Regions from separate parts of the Rattus norvegicus genome. Here region 2 is linked to region 1. Evidence: chromatin contacts called from public Hi-C data. All regions are on one chromosome and are shown on one strand. The core of a region is the stretch at or near the end of the contact, and the rest is flanking DNA. Distances in the headings are between cores, read along the strand shown. Region 1 has its middle 12 kb from the start of Hoxa13. Region 2 overlaps Jazf1 (JAZF zinc finger 1).

The links. Hi-C and Micro-C count contacts between places; a contact is called where the count stands out from the background.
Region 2: a Hi-C map of kidney shows a contact between it and region 1, with 5 times the contacts expected there. The contact joins two enhancer-like sites. A contact is called at or near these places in 4 of 12 Hi-C or Micro-C datasets (frontal cortex, kidney and psoas muscle).

What each region holds. Positions count from the first base shown.
Region 1 is chr4:82,700,291-82,708,001 of GRCr8, forward strand. No RefSeq gene overlaps it. Among named protein-coding and RNA genes, the nearest start is that of Hoxa13, 12 kb to the left of the region's middle. Within about 2 kb of position 4,616, at least 2 of the 93 cell types and tissues checked have an H3K27ac peak or open chromatin away from gene starts, as enhancers often do.
Region 2 is chr4:83,280,732-83,288,442 of GRCr8, forward strand. All of the region lies in intron 2 of Jazf1 (JAZF zinc finger 1), which reads right to left. Among named protein-coding and RNA genes, the nearest start is that of Tax1bp1, 130 kb to the left of the region's middle. Within about 2 kb of position 3,605, at least 10 of the 93 cell types and tissues checked have an H3K27ac peak or open chromatin away from gene starts, as enhancers often do.

The DNA.
Region 1 (7,711 bases), core at 3,366-5,865:
TTGGTCAATGCACTTCAGGTCTGTGAAGAGAACTGGCTAATGTTTGTGGGGGGAAAAAAACCTGTAAACCATTTTTTTTTTTACTTGAATGGTTTCATTTCCAGTTCTAATTTATGATTATTTTTAAGAAGTGGGGAGTAAGTGATGACCTTTTTTTGAGAATCAAGGGAATTCCAAGCCCAGATTGGATTGTGTGTAGGTGTAGAGAAGGTAAGTCGATGGAAAACACAGAAGAGGTCCTTTCCCAAAGCCATGTCTAGTCCTGGTCCTGCCAGTGAACAAGACCAGACAAGGAGACCTTCCTGCAGAAGGCTGCTCCCAGGGGCCAGCATGCCCCAGGCAGCCTTCGCCTCCAGAATATTCTTGCACTGGGCTCCAACTTTGGGTTCACAATGTAGTGGGGATTCATATGTTAGAGGATGATGTAGAGCAGCATCTCTTATCTGTGTTTTTAATTTTTTAAAAGATTCATTTATTTTATTTTTATGTGTATGAATGTTTTTTCCTGTGTGTGTGCTACAGCATGTGCCTATTGGACCCCTGGGATCTAGGGTGAGCCACGGAATGAGCCCTGGGAATCAAACAAGGGTCTTCTTCAAAAAACAACACCAGAACAACAAATGTTATTAGCCACTGAGCTGTCTCTCCAGCCCCCTCCCTTATCACCCACCCCTCTCATCACAAAGACAAGCTGTATCCTGATGCTAATCTTTCCCTGACAGTTCTAGGATGATGTGGTACCACAGTGAATGGAGACCCCCTGCCAATGAAGTCAGGCAGGAGGCTGCAGGGGATAGCACATCCTCTCTCTGGAAACAGGGGAGGCAGCTCCAAGAGAAGCTACAGTGGGCTCCTCTCTAAGGCACAAGGGGAGGAGGTGCACAGAATGCTGATTAGGCCTCCCGCTGCTACCTGCAATCGCCTGATTGCCTAGTGGATTGCAATCTAAAGCTGGCAACCTGTCTTTCGTGCCTCCTGCCTGAGGAGACTTTACTATGTAACCACATATAGGTATGAGGGACTTTCCCCAAAGCAGGATCAGGCGCCCAGAATAATTGGATCAGAACAGGGATCTTGGATAACAAACACCTCATCACTGGATACTAGAACCACAACCTGGAGAGAAGGCCCCTCAGAGCTGGATCATTTCTCTCAACACTCTGGGATCTTCGACAGTGGAGCAAGCATGTGGCAGGATAAAGGACTGCACTGGAGAGATTGGTTTCTCTTTGTGGGCTCCAGTGGTGCAGCAAGGCACCCCAGTGGTCCAGCAGGCCTGCAGTCCGGGTTTGCAGGAGCAGAGGATGCTCCGGGGACGTCACTGCAGTTGCGATCTCTCCCCACTAGATGTCTTCCAAGTTAATCGGATTTACAGTGCACTGTTAGTCCCCATGAGTGAGACTCGGTTTCCCCTGCCACGTTTTGAAATCTGGAGTTTCTCTAGGAAAGCAAAACTTTTCCTTTGAGTCTTCAGGCCCTTTTGTTACCCTACTCTCCTAGGCCTGGAAGCCAACTAGAATCAAATACTGGCTCCCTGCCGGTCCGAGTCGCCCTGCTCACGCCTTTGGAATCTTTTTATGACCTTTGATGTGTTTAAATAACATGGCAAGGCTGAGCACACACCTCGGATTAAACTTTAATCGGCTGCAGTCAAGGTCGTCCAGGTGGTAAATGCGTTTCCTGTGACTTCTCCTAGCGGATACTGCAGGGTCCAAGGTCTGGGGGCACAGCCCTAGGCTTCTATCCTCACCTCTCGCCTCTGCATAGGCTTGGGCGGGACAAAAGTGGGGCCACCCCATAGAGCTCCAAAGTAGACTAAGGAAATGGAATCGGAGGTGAACACCCAGGGTGGGCTAATGACCGAAGTGATTTTTTTTTTAATGGCTACTAAGACAGAATAGTTAAAAACTCCAAGAGCCATTACCAATTTCCCCTCACCTCAGAGAATGGTTGAAGTTCCAAAGTCATGGTCAATGCCTTGATTATTTCTCCCAGCATGGTTCTGCTTCCAGGCAAGCAGAATGGGGGTCCTCTGGTAATGACAGTTAAGTTAACTGAGCTGATTATACTGGAGGTTACCGAGCTCATTCACAGTAGATCAAGGCCTAGAACTCAGGCTGTAGTTGCCACTCTGTGGGCCACACACGGTTAACTTCTTCTGTCTTAGACACTGAGTATGAACATAACTTTCCATGCCAATACACCTGTCAGGGAAGAACTGTCTCACAAAGCCAGGACAAACCTCTTGAAGTACATCTCAAACCGTGACTCGTTCTGAGAAAAATTGGAGTCAGAGTGTTGAAGTGATTTCATTTTGTGTGTGTGTCTGTGTGTGTCTGTGTCTGTGTCTGTGTGTGTGTTGAAAATTTATAATGAGCTGAATTTGTAAGCTGTTGGATTTATACCTCTTCACAAAATGGGCCAAATAACCTCTTGGGGAAAATGTCTCCACTTATCAAGCTATATTTGGGTTCAGGAAGGATTTCAGCAGAAATGAGGTGTCTCAAGGTTTGAGCCTTAGTCTTACAGGCATCACTCTTCCCTCTGGGATCACTTCCTGGTCTGGGCACAGGCACCCTATCCATGAGTGCAAAAACCACATTGTCTCAAAAACAAATGTAAGCCTCATCTTCAATGTTTCACCCCAATCTTGAGTACTTAGAGGCAAGATCCTGAATGCTTCTCTAGAGCAGAGATCCCCATAGCTATGATAATAATAAATATTAGTGCGGAAGTGGTGCATGCTTTTGATCCCAGAACTCAAAAGGCAGAGGCAGACAGATTTCAGTGAGTCCAATGCTAGCCTGATTTACATAGGGAGTCCTAGGTTTATCAAGACTAGATAGTGACACCCTGTCATCGTCATCATCATCATCATCATTATCATCATCATCATAATTTGGTTTACATTTTTTTCAGCATTAGATATCAAATACAAGTGCATGCAACACACGTGCTTCACTACTGAGCCACCTACCCGATCAATTACTTAGTAGTCCTTTACCCCACAAGAAACCCCATATACTAAAATAGGATTCTGAATCTCTGAGTTGGAGACAAGATCATCACATACTCAAGTTAGTGTTAAAATCCCTTCTTCACGGAAACCTCTGGGAGCTAGTAACACCACTCGGAACCTTGATCTCTGTAGTAGTTCACGAGTGTATACATATATAAAAATCACTCAGCTGGGTATTTGAGATTTGTATACGTGGCTATATGTAAGTTACACAGCAATAAAAAAAAATTAAGTGCTTCCTCATAACGACCTGTGAAGTGGGTCCTGAGGTTACTATAATCAGCTCCATTTTACAGACCAGGCTACTAAGACTCCAGGGAAGCTAGAGAGACCCAGGCCTCTGGATGAAAATAACTGCCTAAGCTTCCGTCCTCTCAGGCTTGCTGCTAGGCCGTCATCCTGCTCTTCCTCCTCTGGTAGGTTTCCCAGGAAGTACGAAGCTCAGCGTAGAAACTGGGTTGCACGGTGCCTTTGAGGCAAGAATTCAGCGATCTGTTCCTTCAGTCTTCTTGGTCTTCCTTTGGATAGAGAGATGGTGGAGAGGGTTTGGTGCCCAGAGCCTTGAGGCCTAGAGAGCCAATAAGGAAGCCCACAGGGCTCAGAACACATTTTCTTTGTATAGTTCCTGGTCTCTGTCTACACTCAGAGCAGCCGACAGACCTTACCCTGCCTGCTTTATTCTCTAGCTGCTTCCCCACTGTCTACCCCACCACTTTTCCAAAAGCACCACCGAAATGTGGCGAGGGGTATTCTGAAATAAAGGCCGGCCAAAGACATAGAAAGAGGTGGTTATTTATTCCAGGCACAGTCGCAAACGGTTTCCAAAAATATCGAGGGGAGATATTTTATTGTCCAGCCTGTCTGCAGCCTGTAATTATGCGTTCAAGATGTTTAATGTGTGCAAATGCATTAGCTGCTTTCGCTGGTTGAAAAAACCTTCGAGCTGGGGGCACGGGAGAGGCAAGTCTGGAGACAGTTATGTCTTACAGACTCAAAACTTATTCTACCCTTACTGTAAACGCCCAGGCCACCTTTACGAGAAGTCAGGAAAACTTGAAGAAGGAGTAGCCACGTTTACCCAAGAAGGCTGCTTTTGTTTTGTTTTGCTTTGGTTTTCTTCCCTCTCCCGGATTGTTCGAAGTGCTTATCTGTCGGGTTGCAGGTCAGTTTCCGGGCGGCGCCAGAGAGAGGCCGCCTTGCAGAGAAAAGCTGTGCCAGCCCCTGGTGCCTTGGTCCTCTAAGACCTCGCCAGAGGGGCTCATCGGCACCGGGCGGTGGCCAGGAAGCCCTCGGAGGCGGCCAGCCGCCCCTCTTGGGCAAGGTCACCGTCTTCCCGCAGTTTGGGGTTGTAGCGACTTAGTCTTCACTTTCTCAAGGCCCTGCTCACCCGTCTCTAATGTCGCTCCAGATGGAGATGACAATCTAGAAGGAGGCCTAGCTCGCGTGAGACAGTGTCTTGCTAGGTTGGGGTGCAGGGTCAGCTCTAGCAAAGCTGACCTGGGGTGAACTTGCTATTTTGGGTCCGAGTGCTACAGGGCCAGGAGGACAGCTGGGATGGGGGGAACCCCGCCTCCATTCCCGGGTCATCACGTCCTCACCCCGGGCTGGTCCTCCCACCCTCCCAGTGGCCAGGACTCGGGAGGGAACCTTGTAAGGTCCTGTGGTGGCACCTGCCCCGCACCCTGCGGTCCTCACTTCGGTTGTGAACACTCGGGTTCCAGGCTGCGGCCGGCCTGCAGTGTGAAAGTGCGCAGCCCGAGGTTGGCAGGCCATGCCTGGCTGCCAGCTTTAGCGCAACAGAGGTGTGCGTTTAAAAGTCGTTGCTTGTTCTTTCCCTCCGCGCCCCCAATTTTCAGTTTAGTCAGGGTTTTTAGCCCCCCCCCCCAAAAAAAAAAAAAAAAAACAAAAAAACGAGGCGGCGGCTATGAGGGTGCCGGGCGGCGCTCAGCTTAATGGCTAGACAAAGTTGCCTCTTGTTTAGGTGTCCCAATCCCGCCCCGCATCGCTCAGTCTAACTGGGTCCTGTCCCTCAGCAGGAGGGTTGGGTCCCGGGAGCCAGTCCGAGGGTTTCTTGTGCTCCTTTTAACTCGACCATCTAACAACCACCATGTCTTTTCTTTCTTCTTTCTTTCTTTTCTTTCTTTCCTTCTTTCTTTCTTTCTTTCTTTTTCTTAGAAAAGATCCGATTTTTAAACCTGTTTTAGACTACTGCCGGCTCAAACCAAATTATAAACAAACAAACAAACAAATAAAACGATCCGAGCGCCGTGCGTTGTGAGGGAAGCAGAAAAATCTGTGCGAAGTGTAGGCCTTTTCCCGGCTCCTAGCAGCCAATGCCTCAGGGTACGGAGCCTGGGAAGGTGTGAGAGGACCTGAGGGGATGGTGAAGTCCCAGGGTGGGGAAGTGAGCACACAAAGAACTAAAACAAAAAGCCCTAATTTGTCTCTGAACCAAACAGAATCCCTTTGAGGTACAGTTTCTTGTGGACTTAGAGTAGGGGGCTCTCAGAATTAGGGGAGGTCTCTGAGATGTCACTTCCAATCTGCCTTTGAGGGTAAGAACTTTAGTCTCAAAGAGAGTTTGTGAGTGGTTGCAATTCTTAAAGAAACAGAGAAACCCTAAGCTTTGAGTAACTTTGCATTATGGGGTTTCTGGGACTTCTCCAAACCTGGCTGAGATGGTGGTACATTCATTGGTTATGAAATGGATACAGTGGGGACAGCAAGACTTCTGAGGAAGCAGACTTCTCCTTTCCTCATCTACCACTCTCCCCAACTCTCCCCTCTCCCTCTTTTTCTATCGGTTTTTTCATTCACAAAAGTCAGACCCCAGCTCCAAGTGAAGTCAGCCTGCTGAGACAGGTTGTGGTAAAACTTATCGAGCTGATGGTACATATTTCACACCCAAGAAGTAGTTTTGTCCTCCAGGCTGAAAAATTAAATTAGAGACACGCCAAGTGTTCTACAAACCTGTAACCTGAAGGTCCCTACATATGCAGTCTTCTAGAGACACTTCTAGAAGTGGTCTGTGAGGTGAAGCAGAATTTAGTACATTTCCTAGCTCAACTGAAAAAGAAAACTGAGTGCTTTTCCATTGTTCTCAACCTGTAGGTCTCGACCTTTTTGGAACCAAACAACCCTTTCATAGGGGTCACCTAAGACCATAGGAAAACACATATTTACACTATGATTCACAACAGTAACAAAATTGCGGTTATGAAGTAGCAATGAAAATAATTTTACACTTGGGAGTCACCACAAGATGAGGAGCTGTGTTAAAGAGGAACAGCATGAGGAAGGCGGGGGGGGGGGGGGGGGGGACTGAGGGAAAGCATGGTTATTACTGCTGTTTCGAGTGTACTTTTCCTTTTGTCTCTCCCTTTCTCCTGTAGACTCACACTTTTCTCAATGCTCTCACAGCAATCCAATATGTGATCCTCTCTATGGGAAGTGGGTGTGAGCAGGGCTTCTGTGCTCCCATCCGCCCATGTTCCTTAGCCATTCAATAAGACACCAGGGAAGCCAGAAATCTATGCCCAGGGCTTCCTGTTGTTAGGAATGGAGATCTGAACCCTAGAGTAAGGAGTGGGGAAGAGTGTTTCTTCTTGCATCCGGGGTCTAGAAAAAAGCTGGGCTTGACTGGGCTGCCTGAGCAATGGGGAGTTTCCCTTGCAGCTGTAGTGACTAGGAAGAGGTGGATCGAATTCTGAGGGACTCTAACAAACTGGTGAGCGGGCCACCTGGAAGACCTTGGTTTCTCAATTCTTCAGATCCCTGGAGGAGGGATTGTGTAGCTGAACAAACTCCTGGCCCATTTCAGCCTCTATTTTGGTTTTCCTGCCCAGGGATATTAGAGCTTTGTTCAGATCCTTTCCTAGCGCCCTACACTCTTTGGCTTTCTGGTTTCTATTAGCAAGGGACTTCGTGTAAGATAATCTGGGTTTCTCCCTCTGACCTCTGAAACATGTAATTTGGGGGAGATACTGTATTTAAAATGCCAGTCCCAGTAATGATCCCAGCTTAGCAGTGTGAGCTCTTACCCTCCCCTTAATGAACAGAGCTGTTGAGAAATCATTTCACTTTGATCTGGTTTGTGACCTGAGTTTTTTGGCTTAGAGAAGACTGGGCAGCTAATTGGATTCTCCCGTTGCCTTTAATCTCTACCTCTGCACTTGGAACCTGACCAAGCTGAATTAAAACCGAGTCTGATAAACAAGATGTAGCTGGCTCCCAGGTTAACAGAAACAAGAGAACCACTCCTTCTTCCCCAGGACCACTGTGGGCTTTAATGATCACAGTGTGGTTGGCACCTCACAAAACCCACGAAGCTATAGGCTCCCAGAACCTGCAGTACGGAAGTCTTCAAAATCCCTTCCTCTCTCTCCCGACACCCTGGATGTGGCTTAATTAGGAAGAGAAGGAGAGGTACAGGGAGAAGAGGAAGAAAACTTACAATTGATGTAAGAAGAAAGTTGGGGTCATCTGAAAGAGAGGCAGTACAGGGTCCAGAAGACTTTGTCCCTGGAAGTGGAAGCAAACCAGGCCAAGCTTTTGAGGGCCAGACAGTGAAGATTGAGATTTGAATCTCCAACTGTGCTTCCAGAGGTGGGGGTGGTGGTGCAGGAGGGAAATAGGATATGAGGGGCAGGGCTATGCAGTCTGAGGGGCTGCGGATCATGGGTTTTATTTAAT
Region 2 (7,711 bases), core at 2,355-4,854, 580 kb after region 1:
ACAAAGCAGCTCGTTGCAGACATTTCACTAAGACACTGGGCACTCGTTGGTGGGAAGCCCAAAGGTGTCTTCTAAGCAGAACTGGAAGCTGAGAAGGCTGTTTTAGGATGTCCACACAGTAGGACCTTTTGGTCATGACTGCCAGAGTATAAGCTTTTTTCTCTAAAATGATATTCCAGCATTTTACCCTTCCTTAAGACTTCACAGGCAGTGGGGACAGGCCCTGGTGCTACTGCCCATGTTTCTTGCTCTCTATTTTCTCGGCACCTGATAGATCAGCACATCTTCATTCTCCTTGAGATTAGTTTCGGGATATGGCTTGATTTGAAAAATGACATACACATGCTAACAGTGATTCTTCCTGAATGGGTTTAGAACATGGGTCTAGGGGCTGGGGATTTAGCTCAGTGGTAGAGCGCTTACCTAGGAAGCGCAAGGCCCTGGGTTCGGTCCCCAGCTCCGAAAAAAAAGAACCAAAAAAAAAAAAAAAAAAAAAAAAAAGAACATGGGTCTAACTGGCAAAGTTTTGTTATTGTTGTTAGTTTTTTTGTTTATTGGTTTGGTTAGGTTAGGTTTTTGTTTTTTGTTTTTTGAGACTGGGCTTCTCTGTGTAACTTTGGCTGTCCTAGAACTAGCCCTGTGGACCAGCCTGGCCTTGAACTCACAGAGATCTGTTTGCTTCTACCTTCCAAGTGCTGGGTTTAAGGACATGTGCTACCACTGCAGGCACAGACAAGGTTCTTGAGTGGCTATAATGAGTAGGACATCTTCAAATGAGGTCTGGGGTTCAAAAAGAACAGTCACCAAATGCTTGTCATTGAGATCTAGGGACTATTTGCTCCGGCAATATCGGCAAATGCGTCTGAAGGTCAGGTTTTTTACTTCACTTTTCGTTACATAACAAGAAAGTCCAGTAATTGCTTACTTTCTGGATCAAGAACTATTTTCCCCAGTGCTCCAGTGAGACTTCCCTCTGTGTGAACACTGATTCCAACCTAAGAAGGACACAGAATTCAGCACTCGGTCACTTCTGCTTTCCTATGTTTTTAGCGGTCCTTCACTAAGGGCATCAGGAGACTTCTGGGGGGCAGAGGTCACGTGCTGGGCACCTCTACAATATCATCAGCAAAGGAGGGAAGAAGTCAGCAGCTTACGAAGAGTGCTGGCTAAGGAATGGAGCTGCCCACGTGCAGTCGTGTGTGGACTGCGTCACTGACCCAACCCAATAGTTCTCAGCATGCATGGCTGCAAGAAGAGCATGGTGGGGGTCTGAGGACACATTTGCCACAGCCCGGCATGGAGAGGAGCTGTGGCAGTTCTTGTCAACAATGCAAATTCCCATGTTTCTGTATGAACTGACTCTCGCTAACCTATTCATTGTAGCTTTCCACAATAACTAAAGGAGCGGAGCCTCGCAGCGGTGTGGTGATAACTTCAGGAGCAGAAAACAGCCAGTGGAATTTAAAATGGAATTTGGTGGTTTGTACTGAAGTGCTGTGAGCTCTGAGGAATGGCACAGATTGCTGAGAAGGAATGCTTGAGCCTGGTTCAGGTTTCATTAGTGAGAACAGTCTAAACATGGCCCCTGGAAAGTCATCTGGCCAGCCCTCTGCCTCAGACTGCTCTTTCTCAGAGAGAAATAGAGAGCTGGGAATTCTGAAGCTGCAGAGCTAACTCCAGGCTGCTGCTCGCTGCTTGTAAGTGAAGGAGGTGGTGCTGAAACACGGGCGAGCAATTTCAATGCTAGGGGAGGAGACTATCTCACTGGTGCAGGCCTTAAAATTACATTTAGCAGAATTACAATTTTTGAACATGGGGGCATATTTCAGATCTGGGAGTTATGAATGGGAACGGAAGTTGGACATTTTAGGGAGCTAATTTCAGTGAGGAATAAAAAACATAAGTTCTCTCATTCTCTAGTTGGTGATGATTAAAAAAATGAACAGTGATGCAATTTCTTCAAAAGTAGGTGGAAAAGTAAGCCTGGCAATCATGTTTCGAGCACTTGAGTGGCACATTGTCGTGCATAGAGGGTGCTCCATGAAACAACAGCTTTCTAGTAGATAAAGTGTTGCCACAGAGCTGGGCTGCAGGCTCAGGGCACAGGCATGGTGAGGCTACAGCTGGAACGAACAACCAAGGAAGATCAGGGTGACGGGCTGTCCAACTGTATCTATGTTGATACTGTTGACTGACTCAAGCAGAAGCAACTTGAAATAGCTCAACTGCTATACTGCTATTAGGGAAGAGGTACAGAGGAGAATTTGCGCCTTGTTCCTATAGGTGATTGATTGCTAAATGACTATGGAGGCTGTCCTACCCCACCCTCTGTAACTGTGTGCACCTCAGAATCCTCAACTGCTGCTCACACAGTCCGAGCAAGAGGACAACTCACAGGTGTGACTGAAAGCCTGAAAAGAAGTCCCATTGTGCTGGAGGAATGGCAAATGCCCCTGTCCTCCACCCGGGACTCACCAAGCTTGTACTATACATTACACTCAATGTTTTAGAGTGCTGGGACCTCAGCTTGATTTTGAGATTTCAGCCTCACTTGGTAACTGATGCCTCTTGGGGCACAAAATTATGAACGTCGTTAAAACTTCATCAAGTAATAATGTCATTGTGACTGTTAACATAAATAACGGCAGTAAATAAGTACACAGTGATAGATCTGTCTGTGTTCTATCCAGAGAACTGAAGGCTAGCTCTGATGTGGGAAGTCAGGACACTATTCCCATTGCTAACTGCCACTCGACTTCACACAGGTGGGTCCTCTGATGTAAGGTTAGCACATTCCTAGCTGAACAAGAGAAACAGAGCAGCTTCAAACAGGACTCATTCACACAGGGTGAGGTCCAGATGATCAGTATGTTTTTGCCTTCTGTTTTTCTTCCTGACAATAGAAGGGAAAACTGTTCTTGTGAAAATTAATTGAATTTTATTCAGAGGGGAAAAAGAGGTGCATGTGAACAGACAAAAGGCCCCTCTGGCAGGAAGAAGTCCTTGTCAGCCTCAGTGGCACACACAGCTGTTTTGTCTGACAAATGTCTCCTCACCTTTCCACAAACAACAAAGGTATCGCCTGCTAAGATATACTGCCATAATACGATGGCTGGGAAAATATATGGTGTAATACAGAGCAGTCTAAATACCTGTAAGTGGAAAAAGACATAAACAACCATTTTAATTACTTTCCTCATGTAAAACGCAGCTGTAGTAATGTTGGCAGGTCTCACCTGCCCTGTTTTAAATCTGTGACATGAAATCATGCCACTTAATTAAGTCTTAATGCATAAAAATATTTTTATTTACTTTTTATGGAATATCAGCATTTAAAGCTTTCTATTTATGTAAGTGCTTTATAAATTACTTGAAATACTTAAAAAACAAAAAAAACCTGACTACTCCTAATCCACAGTTCTAAGCGCCAGTTTCAATTTCATTAATTAAAAGCCCTTCGGTGGACTCCTGCTGCTGTGTGAACTAGCTCCAGGCTATGAAAGTAATGAGTCCGGACAGAGTCCTCTGATCTACACTAGTGCAAAGCGCAGCGAAAGGCCTTGCCCACAATTCCCAGCCTGTTTACCAGACTGCAAGCAGTGTGACTGCTGGAAGCATTAAGAAGCTTTAGGCTTCCCCCTTCCCCCTTCGACAGTTTCCCAGTTCCTTATTTCTGGAAGGACTGGCTCAGAAAATACGGTATTCTAGCGCCCTCTGCAGGTCACAAGCCTGGCAGCCTCTTGCCAGCGTGGCTTTTCATTCAATAGCAGTGGAGGGGAAGATGATCAAAACTGAGTCAGACCTCACTGGAAGGCTATTTCCTAAGGGCAGCCAGACACTGGTTATCCACCACCCCCCCCCCCCAATCTTAGGAAAAACTCCTTTATTGGCTTGTTCAGGACGCAAATTTCTGTCTTCAACTGATTGTTTTCATTGTCAACATCCTAACTGTTCTTAAGGTCTGGAAGAATACAGGCTCTGAGTGATCACTCAGAAATTATCACTCATACCGCCCGGCTTAGGAGGGCAGGTTAGGGAGAAGAAGAAAGAGAAATCAACTGTGAGGGCGCATTTGAGACTTCCTCAGCTGAGTTCTCATTCTAATGAAGTGACAATTTAGGAAAATATAGGGAATTTCTAAAGTGTTTTAGGGAACTTAGCATGAATCTTTACAGGGCGTTTTATATTGATTTAAAACATTTTAGATGGAATTGATATAAAATATTGCCAAAAGAAAGCTACTTGAAAAGATAAAAATGGCGCTGGGGCTGGAGGGATGTCTTTGGGTTTGAGAGAATTCACTGCTCTCGAGGAGGACCTGAGTTCACAACTGCCTGTAACTCCAGCTCCAGGGGATCTGAAGCCTTCTGGATTCTGAGGCACCAGCACACATCTGCCACAACACTCACCTATATACACGCACATAAATCAGAAGAACCCCCTTTAAAGAGATAAAAATGAGGAAGCATCTAGAGACAAGGAAACGGAAGAAGGCCTAGGTTCTGTTGGAGCAATGGACATTCCCCAGGCCACACTGTGGGGGAGTCTGCTTGCTTCTCAGCAAACAATCAATAACCTTTTTGTTTATTTTCTTATTCCAGCTCTTGCTGTAACTATAGCCCAGGTGGTCTTGAACTAAAGGCCTTCCAGACTGCTGGGATTACAGGTGGGTGCCACCACGGCTAGTCTGAGAACCTCTCTGAAGACATGTCTTTCAAAATATTTTTAAGTCAGCACAAGTATTAAAAGGAACTGAGTTATTTTTCTTAACAGCTAAGAGCATTGATTTTTTTTTCCTTTCAGTACTGGGGACTGAACTTTAGGCCTCAGGCACACTAAGAAAGCACTCTGTCAATGAGCCAAAAGCATTCACTTGCAAGGTGGAGCATTAGCCCAAATATTCCCTTTAGTAAAGTTATACAGTGTAGGGCCATTTATAAATCTCTTGAATCATGAAAAAACCCATACTTTTGCCAACTCACAGAGGTGGGTAGACATCTCACAGGGTTTCTTACCCAGGCAGTCCACAATGAGACCGAAGAAGTCTGTGTTGAACTATCCTTTCATGGTGTTGTGGTCATTTAACAGACTTTCTTGAGAGACTACAGGGATACCAAGGAGGCAGGGGTCTGAGGGCAAGGTTGCAGTTTTACTGGGATCCTGGGGACTGGCAACAATTTCACCCAGAGGATTCTCCGTGTGATAGACAAGATCAGTATGTCTTCAGGAGAATGGATTGGAGATTTTGGTTCTAATAAAATGATGCTTCCAAATGAAATCCCAAAATGAAAATGTCGAGCCTCCAGATTTGTTAAATTCAGGAGCAAGGGCTCTCAGCAGGACCTGTCAACAGCCCTGGTTAGAAGGGGACAGCTGCTGGCTGTGGTGTGCTCAGCATACCCATGCCAGTCATCCCAAGTCAGCCCCATGCTGTCTGTTCAGGCTGGAATCTGGCTGCCAGACTAGGCCCTAGCTCAGCTTATCTCCCACTGGGAGGCTGAGGCTGCCAGGAAGGAATGGCGGCTTCCCAGCACATGTGGGCTGCTGAGGAATGGCAACACAGCTCAGGCTTGGCGCCACTGCCGCCACATTTATGATCCTCCCCCACTGCTGCCTGCTGCCCCTCAATGCTTGCTGGCAGCCTGGGCAGGGGACAGGTGATGAGGATTAAGCCTAGTATATGTGCATATCCTCAGCTCGGGGAAGGAAGTTAATGCCACAGTCACAGGATTCAGTGGCTAGGGTTCGACAGTGAAAACCCTGCACCAGTTTTCAGCACTGAGATCAAGGAAGGTATAAAAGGTAACGTGTCTGGCAGGGATGGGCAAGTCCCTGGTCAATGGAAGAAGCAGAAAGAAATGGATCATTTTGGGGAGAAGTGTCATCCAAAATTCACTTACAAGTCACCAATGGTCACAGTAAACTATTTTTGCCTCCTTTTTGCTGGGTGGGGTGGACAGTAGTGGGGCTGACCACCACTCTCACCTCTTCAGAAAGGCTCTGTTGTGGCAGGATAGGCCTTGGGCCGCACTCTGCCCACATGTCTGCAGCCAACTTCAGACCTTGTGTGTCAGGCAAGTATTTCAGAAATGCCATAGACACTTTCTCTTTATATCAAGAACATAGCTAGAGACAGTTTTAGACTCGCACAGAAGTTTAGGAGAACAGGATTTGCTCCCAGGCACACATGTTCATTTGCCCAGACTACCTTCCTTCAGGAGGGCAGGAAAGGGGTGCTTTCAAATGAGTATTTAGACAGCCATGTCATGCTGTCACTGAAGCAGGCAAGAAGGCAGTTAATGCTCTTTCACTTCACTGTCATCCCAAGGTATCTTAAAAACACGGCACCATTCAAAGCTTCTCATTTCCATGAATTCAATAATGTAGTGGCTACACTTCTGGGCCAACCTCTGCAAACTGCTGCATTGGTGCCCACTTCCCACAGCAGCGATGAGCTCCCCTCTAAGCATAACCTCAGAATTGCCTAGGTCAGAAACAACATCATCCCTTGGGACGGCGGCTAACTACAAAGCAAGTACGCTACTTAACGACAAATGCCAGAGCACACACTAAAAACCTCTTTACTGCTGCCATCCGAGGTGGCCAGATACACTTCTCTAACATGTTGCCAATTTATTCTCTAAAAACATCGTTGACATTTTCTTTAAAAGAACTTGGGCAAATGGTTGAGCTTTTCTGTGATTAAATTTGGAGAGTAAGGTGTGCAATTCAACCCCAGAGCCCCTTGGACCAGAAACTACAGGGCTAAACATACCTAGACCAAGTAAGTTGAAGCTAAATGTGGACTTCAACACCCATCAGAACAGAAACTCCCACCAGAGCACATCTCAGGTGTCCTGTCACTGCCACCTCATTCCCTTGAGACAGTGTCTCTCCCTGAACTCAGCGACAGGCTGGCAGCCAGCAAGCCAGGGGACCCTCCTCGCCTCAGTCTCCTTTTTTCTCTTGCCAGTGCTGGGAACTTCATTTTGGAATGCTTGGGATGCTGTAAGAGGCAACATATACTGAGCTATACTCCGCTTCTTGTGAGTGCGGTGAATGTGAACTCGGGTGGCTACGCTCCTGCAGCAAGTGCTCACACAGTGAACCGCCTGCTCTGTCGGAACAGATGCGTTAGACAATGAGAGGACTACTGACGTATACCTGTAGACATCTCAGGCTGTACAGATTAGCGGCTTTCAGTTGTATGTAGGTATCTGGCATATGTGCCTGTTATTTGTGGATAGTAAGCTGAATTCCCATCAGAGGAGACCCTAACTATCCCAGCCACTGGAGGCACAGTACCTTCTTCTGGACAGACACTTGGGTGGCAGCTCTGTGTGAGAGGAAGAACTATCTACAATACCTGCATTTACAGATGGTTATGAGCCACCATGTGGGTGTTGGGAATGAACCCAAGTCTTCAACAAGAGCAATGAGTGCTTTTAGCTCTTGAGACATCCCTCTAGTCCCTCCTAGAACTCAGGACCACCAGCCCAGGGATGGTCCTACCTACAATGGGCTGGGCCCTCCCCGACTCATCACAAGTTAAGAAAATGCAATGCAGACTTGTCCCTGTCTTTTAGAGGCATTTTTGGTCCTAAATTGACTATGGGTATGAATTTTACAAATATTACATGTATTACGTAATGGTGAGGCTGGAGAGTATTGCCCCTTCTCCAGGCCACCAATAGTGTAGTGGAACTTGTGG